Linked DNA regions of Mus musculus: region 2 is linked to region 1. A link is a contact called in public HiChIP or PLAC-seq data. All regions are on one chromosome and are shown on one strand. Each heading gives the region's core, a stretch centred on a gene start, on an enhancer-like site or on the middle of the called end of the contact. The rest is flanking DNA. Distances are from core to core; before and after follow the strand shown. Region 1 overlaps Abca4 (ATP-binding cassette, sub-family A (ABC1), member 4). Region 2 holds the start of Dnttip2 (deoxynucleotidyltransferase, terminal, interacting protein 2).

Region 1 (5,320 bases), core at 1,799-4,298:
CTAGGAGCCAGCCCCAGCAATGGCTAGGTCCTGCAGTGGAGATAAGGAGTCCTCTAGGGAGGGGTGAGTCAGCCAAGGCTGGAGGATCTTGAAGCCTGACTAACTAGCAGTCAGAGTGCTTCTTTATGTATACAGAACTCAGTAGGCAGGGATAGATTCATTTTATTCCAGAACATAGACCATATCGTTTTTGTCCCTGGACATGTGTTTAATGTCTTCCTCTTGGTCATACATCTAGTCATCATTGATAACCAGTGACAGAACAGAGTTATCGTTTACAATCATTTTCCCTCATCAACTCCATAACACAATATTTAAGAATTTTCTGTTTTCAATAGACAGAAAATCTCCAAGCCAGTTTGGGCAGATCATCATGTACCAAGCACACTGTATTACTAACTCTTAATGGTCAGAGTATTAATTGTCATTAGGCGCAATAAAAATCTTCAGGCCAAAGCCACTGAAGTTATTATTCAATTTCTGCCATAATATCTTTTTAGAATTTATTTAGGTGTCTAATCTTGCTATTCTTTTATTCCTTGGCCATATGATATCACAATGGCCTAACATGAGCTAACTTTTCTAAGCAGGGGAGATCTTAATTTTTTTTTTATCATTTATCCTCCTTATTCTTTGTCCATCAGTATAAGCCCCTGTCTAGGGCAGAGGTAATTCCAGCCAACCTAACTTTGTTGCTGTATCTTTTCCTCAAGGGGCATACCATACACGGCCCTAATCTTAAATGGCATACAATTGCCTGAGTTTAACCTGATCTACTGCCAAATTTTCTAGCCCACCAAATCTTATTTACCTTTTAACGTTTACTGTGTCCTGATCATCTTGTTCCTAAGTACAGGGGCAGATGTTCCAAAAGTATCTTGGAGTTAGAGCCTTGTAAGGGGATCTCTGACATCTTTATTTGAGTCATAACCTTTAGGGTGTAATAAAGACCTTCAAGTAAGGTCAGATAAGGATATCTTGATAAAGACAGGAGAGATAATATGCTCAGGGTTTTCCCAGGGAAGCTTAGAAGCAGTTCTCCTGGGAGGAGGTCTAAATGATTCATAAGAAGTTTTTCATCAGCCGGGCAGTGGTGGCGCACACCTTTAATCCCAGCACTTGGGAGGCAGAGGCAGGTGGATTTCTGAGTTCAAGGCCAGCCTGGTCTACAAAGTGAGTTCCAGGACAGCCAGAGCTACACAGAGAAACCTTGTCTTGAAAAAACCAAACAAGAAAAAAAAGTTTTTCATCAACCCAATATCCCAAGTTGTACAAATGTTAGCGCCCTCCACCCCAGCATGCAACACGTGGAGATCATGGTTTAAAGTGGAATACAGCAAGGCAGCGATCACATTAATCAGCTCAGCTTTGCTGATCTTTGTCAGGAAGCTGAGCTGGCTTTATGACTTTTGCTGTTCCCATTAGACATGGCTGTGCCAGGCATGGCCTGCACAAAAACATGGCAACCCCAGCGAGTAAGACTGGTATACGGAATGGAAGGACTTCTAGGGAGCCATGGAATAGGAAGATGAAGTGGTATGGGATGAGTGCAGAGGGGCACAGAGTTGGGTCACGAAATACTCCTCATCTTGATGACTTGGGACCCAAGAGCAACATGAGATCCCTGGGGGTATTTTAACCAAGGCAGTGACATGACCTTGCCATGCTGGGAGGTGAGATAGGAGCCCATGCTGATGTGCAAAGAGACAACAGTGACCTGGATACAGATGGAGGCATTGGGAGATGATAGAGTAGAAAGGGCTTTAGACAAGACTTAGTAATATGTCAGACAAGGTCAGTAAGGAAGAAAGGAAAGACTGGAGCCCTAGGCTGGGCCTGGCTACCTTACGGTAGGCCTCTTGCATCCAAGGATAGCTAGGATACAGCATAACACACTTGTAGATGATGATGTCATGTATCAGTGCCAAAAGGCTGGACATTCTAGATGTAGGTAGTCAGAAAGATTTTCAGAGAAGGGTCTGTGCCTTGAAGGATGGGGAAGATTCTCTTGGCAGGGCAGGAGCAAGAGAACATGCTGAGGCCAGCAGGTGGGAATGGCCTGCATAGTGTAAGGACCAGGGTCAGGTGCCAGTGGTTGGCAAAGGAGTGAGTGTAACTTAAAAAAAAAGTACAGATGGCAAAGGCATAGAGGATCTGTCTGCAGGACAGAGATGCTTGAAGAGGTTAGACTTGGAACCTATGACTTGGACCAAGAAAGATTTGGAACGTGTGTTAATAAGATGCCAAAGCTATCTTGTCATCGCATTGGTAAGGAAGGCTGGAGAAAGAGGGAAGGTTGGTAGCTAATAACTCACCTACATTTCACTTGCCGTAGAGCAACGGTTTTAATAATATAAAGCTGGCTCCCAAGTCTTTCCTCAGGCACGACTCAGAGTTCATCTTCACACAACCTGAGACAGCCTTCTCTCCCGTTCATGTGGTTGAAGAAGACAACAAGGCTCAGAGAGATCCAGGGACAAGCATAGGTCAGGCATGAAGAGGCAGGACGGCAGCACAGAGAGGATTTCAACAGAAGCACTTGACCTGCCTGCCTAGTGTCCCTCCTGACAGGAACCATTTTTAGACTAGACTTAGAGAAAAGAAGTCCAGAGGAGTAAATGTGGGGGAACGGGAAGGATAGTTGGGCGAGAAGGACGGTGGCATGACGGTTACTGCACGCCCAGCACAATCCTGCCCATGCCCCTTCCTCTAGGATCGCTGAGCCTGCTAGAGAGCCCGTTTTTGATGAAGATGACGATGTGGCTGAAGAAAGACAAAGAGTTATGAGTGGGGGAAATAAAACCGACATCTTAAAGCTAAACGAACTAACCAAGGTGAGGAGCAGGTGTGGGCGGTATTTTCTTGGCATTACAAGCCGAGCACACAGGTGGCACAGGACCATCATGCTGTCCCATACAACCCCATACTGTCTTTGTATTGTCACTTGCCTCCTGGGAGCACCTATTTCCCATGACATTATCCCTGCTGTTCATTGTGGATACCACAGGGTCTCCAGAAGAGGTTCTCCAACTGAGCCCTGGCCTCTGCTCTCTGCTGTTCCGTTTGCACATGGCATGATTCACCCTCCACACCTCTCTGTGCCGTGGCTCCTCTTCCAATGCTGTGTTAATGTGTAGCCTCCTGGTGTTTGTGGTTTTCTTCCAAGTCACTCTGTGCTGTCCTTTGCTCTCACTCCTCTGCCCTGCCCTACCCTATTCACTCACTGCTCTACCCCTGTCTTGGTCTTGAACCCAGTCTCTTTGAATTTTACAGGTTTACTCAGGCTCTTCCAGTCCAGCAGTAGATCGGTTATGTGTTGGAGTTCGACCTGGAGAGGTGGGTACCGTACTAACTAACATGAAATAGCTCTTGAGAAAAATCAGCCCTCCACCATGAGTCTTCTCCCTCTGACCAGAGCTTGACAGTAGAAATCTAATGAAAGTCAAACTTTCTAGTAGATAAGGTGTGTGTGTGTGGGGGGGTTAAGTTTACTATTTTTATTTCACACAATAGATCTAAAACAAAATTTTGATGTGTAGTTAATGTACAGCTCTCTTAGTCAGGGTTTCTATTTCTGCACAAAACATCATGACCAAGAAGCAAGTTGGGGAGGAAAGGGTTTATTCAGCTTACACTTCCATACTGCTGTTCATCACCAAGGAAGTCAGGACTGGAACTCAAGCAGATCAGGAAGCAGGAGCTGATGCAGAGGCCATGGAGGGATGTCACTTACTGGCTTGCTTCCCCTGGCTTGCTCAGCTTGCTTTTTTATAGAACCCAAGACTACCAGCCCAGGGATGGCACCAACCACAGTGGGCCCTGCCTCCCTTGATCACTAATTGAGAAAATGCCTTATAGCTGGATCTCATGGAGGCATTTCCTTAAGGGAGGCTCCTTTCTCTGTGATAACTCTAGCCTGTGTCAAGTTGACACACAAAACCAGCCAGTGCAAAAACATTACTGAGATATTTTTCATTTTTCTTTTTTGTCCTTGTTGTAAGTCTTCAAAGCCAGTGTGTTCCACGTTTAGTGCCCATGTTGGTTAGGATTAGATGTGTTTCATGTTGGTAGCCACACATGACCAATAATCTCAGTAATGGCACCCAGGTATGAGTATCCCAGCTCTCACACTGGCCTGGGGTCTGGCAATGAAGATGTCCTTGGTCACTAGGGCAACACCTGTTCTCTGTTTTCTCCTAGTGCTTTGGCCTCCTGGGAGTGAATGGTGCAGGCAAAACCACCACATTCAAGATGCTCACTGGGGACACCACAGTGACATCGGGGGATGCTACTGTGGCAGGCAAGAGGTGAGTGCTCTGCCCTTCCTGTTGTACGGTGTCCCCCATAGGCCATGTCCTTGTCCTAGCATGTGGAAAGCCATCCAGTGTCATATGCCAGTATAACTCCGAGACCTAGAAAGATCTATGCAGAGAAGGGGGCCTCCCATAGAATGTGATTCAACAACACACAAGACATAGATACACTGGAAAAGCCAGACTAAAATGTAATGGTTGGGAGTGTGCTCTTAGCATGAATTCCTAGAAAGTTCTAGAAAACACTAAGTCAGTGGTTCTTCATCTCTTTGGGCTATAGGCTCCTTTGAGCAACTGCTGGACACTGTACCTTCTCCCTCTATAAGGATATTCCACACCCTCCCTTTCACTCCCTCCTGACAGCTTACAAAGCTTTGAGGGATGTACTGAGCCCAGGGGTGCATCTGTGATCCCACTGCAGCCTCTGGATCCCAGGCTAAGAGCTCCTAGGTTGATACATCCTTTCTCTGGGTTGAGTTTCTCTCAATGGAGGTCCTCATCTAAGGGACTTCAGGAGACCCCCATCATCATTAGCCATTTGCATGCCAATCCTTTTTCCCATCAGACCAAGGAAAGCTGGCAAAGAGAAAGTTGGCCTGTGTTTTTGGCTTCTGGAGAGTGGCTATTGGCCTCTATAATAATGTGAGCTTAAGCAGATCTCTACTCTGTGCGGTAGGGCATGTGGGTCCGTGCTCCACCCTACCGCTGGGGTGCTGGGCAGCTCTGCTAGACTGCATTTACCCTGTGCCTCCACTGTTGGGTGCTGGGCTTTATCAAAGTGCCAAGACATCTCTCAGGGTGTGGGAAAACAGCCAAGGATGTGGGAGGCCAAAGCTGGGGTTCCCAGGTTTCTAGGCATCCAGTCACAGCTGGGGTGCCACACAGAGAAGAAGGGAACAAAGTGTTGTGTGTTGTGTCGACAACCCATGACAAGGCCGGGACCAGAGGCTACAAACTCCTGGACATCCAGGCTCCCGCTAGGTTGTGTGGAATTGGGAATGAGCTGG
Region 2 (6,228 bases), core at 1,737-4,236, 110 kb after region 1:
TTTTTCACCAACATCTTGGGAGTAGTGTTATAGTTTGGACCTTCAATGCCCCACAAAGGGTCATGTATTGGTGACTTGGTCCTCAGCTGATGGTGTTGTAGGGATGTGGTAGAAACTTTTAAGAAGTAGGACCTAGTGGAAGTGAGGTCATTGGAATTCTTAAAGAGCAGTAGGGGCCCTGGCTCCTTTTCATATGCATCTCATCTTCCATGTGGTGAACCACCCTGCTGTCACATACTCCACCACGATGTTTTGCCTTGCCATCCGCCTAAAGAGACAGAGATAAGAGGCATGGACTACACACAGCCTTTGAACTATCAGCCTAAGTAAATATAGCTGACTAACATATGCAGTAACCTTTGTAGGTTCTGCTTGTCTGTAAATGTATTTCATATTCAGTATTTATTTGTAATGGTGCTGGAGATTGAACTCTGGGTTCTGCAATTGCAAGGCAGACACTTTCCCTCTGAGTCACATACAGAACCCACGCTCAAATGGTCATTTATATAACTCCCAGGTAGTTTTCCTCAGCATGTTTGTTTGTTTGTTTGTTTGTTTGTTTGTTTTTCAAGATAGGGTTTCTCTGTGTAGCCCTGGCTGGTCTGGAACTCACTTTGTAGACCAGGCTGGCCTCGAACTCAGAAATCCGCCTGCCTCTGCCTCCCAAGTACTGGGATTAAAGGCATGTGCTGCCACTGCCCGGCTCTCCACACCTGAAGAGAGTGCTCCATCTACTTCCAGAGAATGCATGTTCTTGCAGATGAACATCTGGATTTTTCTTCCTAGCAGCAATTTGTCCTCTCTCAATTTTTTTATTAACGTTTTCTGTTTATTTTAGTGTTAGTGGCATCATAACAAAGCAAGGAAATGAAAACTTTAAAGCTTCCTCACAAAAGCATTAATTCCAAAATAATATGCTGATGAACACAAATGAAAATTAAAACTGTTTCCGTGACTTCTTTTGTTCACTTGTTGATTGATTAAGACAGAGTTTCTCTGTGTAGCCCTGTCTATCCTAGAACTCACTATGTAGACCAAGCTGTCCTTGAACCCAGAGATCCACCTGCCTCTGCCTCTCAACCCCTGGGACTAAAGGTGTGCACCACCACCCTGCTATTTTGGCTTTTTAAAGAAAATACAAAAACAACAAAAAAAAAAAAAACCTTGCAAATATTTGAAACATAAAAAACTGAACAAAATTTTCTGAATTTGTGCTTCAAAAGATAGTGTGAAGATAATGAAAAGACAATTCCCAGAATAGGTAAAAATATTTAGAGACCCTATCTGATAAGGTCTTATATTCAGAATATGTAGAGATCTTACAATTTAGTAAGAATGCCTAATAAAGGGGGCTGGAGAGATGGCTCAGCAGTTAAGAGCACTGACTGCTCTTCCAGAGGTCCTGAGTTCAATTCCCAGCAACCACATGGTGGCTCACAACCATCTGTAATGAGATCTGATGCCTTCCCCCTCTTCTGGTGCGGCTGAAGACAACTACAGTGTACTGATATAAATAAATAAATAAATCTTTTTTTAAAATGCATAATAAAAATACATGGAAGATCAGTACCTCCCCCAGAAAGAACAAGATAGAAGAACCCTTTAAAGCCTAAACTGAAAAGTAACAGCCCGCACTTGTCATAGGGTTTTTCACTAAGCCCAGCCTGTCAAGAGCTTGAAGATTCTTGTCTTCAAGTTCCACAAATGCGCAGGAACTCGTTTTCTTGTTCTTCACTTTCTTGTTCTCTCACTCCTAAAGATAGGCTGTTTCCTCAGGGCACACAATGGCTGTGTGGAAACCAGAGACCACAGTTCTCCAGGAAAACAAAAACAAAAAAAAACCCTATTTTACTAAGTAAGCATGAGGCTAGTGTTTTAAGACAACATCTAACAATCAAAAGTTGGTTACTACGTATACCTGGCTCCAAGGAGAGCAATTTAATGTAGAAGTAATGTATCCATGGAAAGATAGGTTTTTAGGAAAAATTTTGTGTTAAAAAGTGAAGGAAAACGAACCCCCCCTTTTTTTTTTCTTGCTTCCAACACTAATTCCTTTACCCCCTCCTCGATTCCTTTGTAGCCTTTCAACATATTCTAGTTCTCCATCTTTCATCCAACAAAACAAAAACTAAAACACCTCAGCCAGGTGCTGTGGCCCATGGATCCCAACACTTGGGAGGCAGATGGATATCTGTGAGTTCAGGATCAGGCTGGTCTAAATAGTGAGTTCTAGGGCAGCCAGGGCCATGTAGAGAGATCTTGTCTCAAAACAAAAATCCTAAAACTCTTTTGATTCTGGCTAGTCTCTTACTTCCATTGTAAAAAAACAAAAAACTTTAATCCCCGTCCTTCACAACGTCTTTCACCTTTTTTATTTAAAAAAAAAAAAAAAAAAAAAAAAAAAAAAAAAAAAGGCGTACTTCAAATCCCGAGACATTTTAGTTAAATCCCACAGCTTTCTAATTATTCTCCGAAAACTTGGGTGCATTTAACATACATCCTTGTATCCCAATCAAATATCGGAATCTCATTTATTAAGTTATTAAAATACTGTTTTCTAAAAGGACTAAATAAAGTCTCCTTTGGCTTCCGTAAAGACTTACGCCAAAGATCTCACAATTACTGCACGGGGGTGGGGGGTGAGGGGGATGGAAAGCAGAGTAAATGATGCGACTTCCCATTTTGTGTTAAACGGCGAGGAGGTCCTCCTCGCTGAGGACCGCACAGCGGACGAGCTGGGAACTGGAGGCGGAGCTGCTTTTGCCCCCCCCCCCCCCCAACACACACACCCCACCCCCCCACCCCCCGCTGACCCGCACTAGTCCGATGGCGGAGACCGCTGGCCAGAACTGCAGTGGAGCCGGGGAAGGAACGATTCTCCCGAGCCGCGGTTTCCGCAGGGAAACCTAAGCGAGTTCCTGTTTCGACGCACTTCCGAAGCGTCGGAACAGAGGAAGCCGCGCTGGCTGCCGGGAATCCGGAGTCGGAAAGATGGTGGTCACCAGGTCCGGGCTCTCCCGGACCAGGCTCCAAGAAAGCTCCCAGCAGAAGGTGAGCTGGGTCTCAGGTTCTCCGGGTCTCCTCGCCGCTGAGCAGAGCGGCTCGGCAGGGCGGAGGAGAGCGACGAGGAACCGAGCGGGTCGCGCGTGGTACTGCGCCGGACTGGCTCGGACCTGGGGGTCTTTCAGGGCTCTTACGGGAGTTTCGGTAGCGTGCCCTGCGCAGGCGAGGCCTTTTAAGTTTACTGTTAGGACAGTACCGGGGAAAGTTAATGCCCGCCACCTCGACCAAGCCTGGTTTGGGGGATAGGAGGAGCACCGTTTTCACGTGGAGAGACTGGCATGGCCGAGCACTAACCCCTCCGGCAACTGAAGGGCGGCGGTGGCGTCACTCAGAGCCTCTGGTTGTCTTCTGGTGCTATGCTCTTTAGATTGTGTGGTAAGGGCTATAGAGCAGCCCTTTCCTGTTGTAGAAATCCAGGCAAGTATCGGATTACCTTACACACTCCTAAACACGTGCTCAATTAGTATTCAACTCCCCCCCCTCCCTGCGCTTCTATAAATGATTTAAAATTTACCTCCTCTTTCTTTAAGTAGAGAAAGTTTTTTTAGTTCTGCTTTCTGAAGCCTAGGATGAGGCAAGTAAAAGAAATATCTTATCGTGAGTTTGTCTTCGTTTTGTACCTTCTTGAGTTTTGTTCCTTAGGCCATGCCACCTTTACCCTTGTCCCTGCCCTATCTACACTATATTGTGTTTGTTTTGGTTTTCAGAGGTCTGCTCCTCGGAGAATTGGGACACATCTAGAAAGCACAAAGGAATCGGGATCCGATGGCAGCACAGCTGAATCGCAGCCTGCTGAGAAACAGCACTCACGCAGCAGCAGCAGAACCACAGGCCCAGCGGAGATCATTGTGCTTATTTCTGATGACGAGGCTTCTGAAACGGAGTCCCACACTTCTGGGGTTACTTCTGTGTTAGAGGACCAAGAGCCCATTGTAAGAGTAACTAGGAAACGGCAGATCGTAATTGCTTCCACCTCAAAGTCCACTGTTAGGAAAAGGCAGAAAGTAGCCCCTCAGCATGCATCTGCTGATGAAGTTGTTGTTTCTGAAGCAGAGTCTCATGTTTCAGGGGTTTCTATGGTTGTACCTTCCACAGAGAGAAGCAGCAGAAATAAGGCTAATTCTCAAAGAGATTCAAGCCAAGAATCACAGTCGGGAACTGTATCTGATGCTGAGTTGTCCTGCTCAGGCATTTCATCGTTAGAGATCTTGCCGAGAACAACAGCCAGGAATGTGAAGAAGAAATTACAGTTCCCAGCTGAGAAAAACGATACTAAGATTACACCAGGAAATAAAAAGCAAATTGTGGGTATGTCTGTGTGTTCAGAGGACTCAGATGCTACTCAGTTATCAGCAAGACCACTTTCTCAGAGAAATATGCCAAATGTTTCTGATAGTGAAACTTACAACAGTGACTTTGATGATTCCAGCCCCAGAAATTCAGGGAAAAAACTGACAGCCCAAAACCACCAAAATTTGCATATCCAAGAGGAAAAACGAGCCAATGTTGTGTCTCTTACAGAAGTTAGAAAGGAGAATTGTAAGAGTCTGGATGAAGAGGACCTCAAAATCACAGAGGAAAAAGTAATTAATGAGAAAGATTCCCAGCGGAGTCTTTCTGAAGCTCAAGACACCAGCCTTCAGCAGTCAGTGTCTCAGAATCATTCAAGCACCCCAAATAAAAAACCCACATTCCAGCTTTCAAGTCCAGATCGGAAGGCTCTAATGAAATCATTAGAGCACAAGTTTGCAGTTGTGAATGTAGAAAGGTGGAATGACAAGAGAGGGGGCAGCGGAAAAAAGAGTGACTTGGCACAGCTCGGTGGTGGTGGTGGTGGTGGTGATGACAACGAGCCCACGGGTGCAGGTATCAGTGATGACAAGAGCAGCCAAAGTGGTGTCCCTCTTGAATGTGATACCAAACCATGCAAGTCTGAACTCAGCATGACTCAGGATACTACGGACAGTCCTGTCTTATTATTTCTTAGCAGCGATGAAAGCCAGCAGTCTGACAGCAGTGAGAATGAAAGGGACACTTTGTGTTCTGTTGAAAACAATGGCCAAAAGGAGGCATCAGCTGAGGACCTGGAAGATGCCGCCTGTGACAGTGCACTGTTTGTAATTGACAAAACTCCTGGATTGAGTGCTGACAAAAACTTTTACCTAGAAGACAAGGCTCCGAGTGAAGTTGCTATTGAGGAAGAAAAAGAGGAAGAGGAGAAAGAGGAGGAAAATAGTGAAGAAGACTCATCAGACAGTGATGAGAATAAGGATGAGTCTAGTGACGAAGAAGACTTGCTCAGTAACACCAAGTCTAAGCTGTAAGTACTGCCTCGGAAAGGAAACTGGGGAGGCCATGCTGAGGCGCACAGCTGTGGCCGCAGCATGGCAAGTGTGCCCTTCCCTCAGCCTCCAAAGTAATGTTTATAGCATGTGTTGTAATAGTGTCTCATTTAGTGTTTTCATGTGTGTATTGTGTAGAGGTTGCGTGCCCCTCAGGCTCATCCCCACTGATGGATGCTCCTTTCCCCACCTAGCCCTCTTTCTGCTTTCCATGTCTTCCAGGGACATGGGTGGCCCAGTGGGTTTAATGCTTACGGGACTGTGGATCAGGGGTTATTTAGAAGCTCACAAGCTTACTGACTAGTTAGTGCTGTACCACTGAAGAAAATGTCTCTCCCAGTCATCACTGCCTGCCTGTTGGTCCTCAGGGAGAGGTGGGGCCTCATTTCCATTACAAAATTCGAGCTGAGGACTTTGACTTGCACCTCCTTCCCACTTGTCTCCCTGTGCCTGATGTGAAACTCACAGAGAATCAACAGTTTAAAAACAAAACCCAAAGTACTGACACTGTTCCAGCCTTGTGCAGGTAATCAACAGCTCCTATGAGTTCTGAGTGCAACTACCACGTCATACGCAGAAGACAGTGTTCCGTGTCACTGCTGCTTTCTTCTCTTCCTTCCTCTCGCTTTTACATTCTTGCTGCCCCTCTTTGGGAAGAAGTGACATAGATGTCCCATTTAGAAATGAACATTTTGAGAAAATTATTCTCAGCTCTTTGACCAGTTTTGTCAGTCTTAGTAACTGTTACCCCACTGCCAGAAAAAGGGGAGGGGGCATGTCTCACCAGATCTAAGCATAAACCTAGACATTTAGAAAGGATTTT

What was found. HiChIP or PLAC-seq counts read pairs in DNA pulled down with a chosen protein or histone mark.
Region 2: a contact with region 1 is called in an HNF4G HiChIP or PLAC-seq map of pancreatic cancer cells. The contact joins the promoter of Dnttip2 here to the enhancer-like site in region 1. A contact is called at or near these places in 5 of 39 promoter capture datasets (the 3T3-L1 cell line, liver, macrophages and 1 more), 1 of 15 datasets of contacts at CTCF or cohesin (the NIH/3T3 cell line), 48 of 484 Hi-C or Micro-C datasets (the AML12 cell line, B cells, the BV-2 cell line and 29 more), 10 of 115 datasets of contacts at active chromatin or transcription factors (DN3 thymocytes, the HPC-7 cell line, acute myeloid leukemia and 6 more) and 4 of 9 other capture datasets (adipose tissue, embryonic stem cells, liver and 1 more).

The regions. Positions count from the first base shown.
Region 1 is chr3:122,159,588-122,164,907 of GRCm38.p6, forward strand. It overlaps Abca4 (ATP-binding cassette, sub-family A (ABC1), member 4), which reads left to right. Exons shown (of 50, transcript NM_007378.1): 41 at 2,714-2,834; 42 at 3,274-3,336; 43 at 4,201-4,307. Among named protein-coding and RNA genes, the nearest start is that of Gm40138, 36 kb to the left of the region's middle. Within about 2 kb of position 3,049, at least 5 of the 459 cell types and tissues checked have an H3K27ac peak or open chromatin away from gene starts, as enhancers often do. A contact at or near this core is called in pancreatic cancer cells, where this site is marked.
Region 2 is chr3:122,271,428-122,277,655 of GRCm38.p6, forward strand. It overlaps Dnttip2 (deoxynucleotidyltransferase, terminal, interacting protein 2), which reads left to right and starts at 2,987. Exons shown (of 7, transcript NM_153806.1): 1 at 2,987-3,051; 2 at 3,771-5,383. The coding sequence starts at 2,992.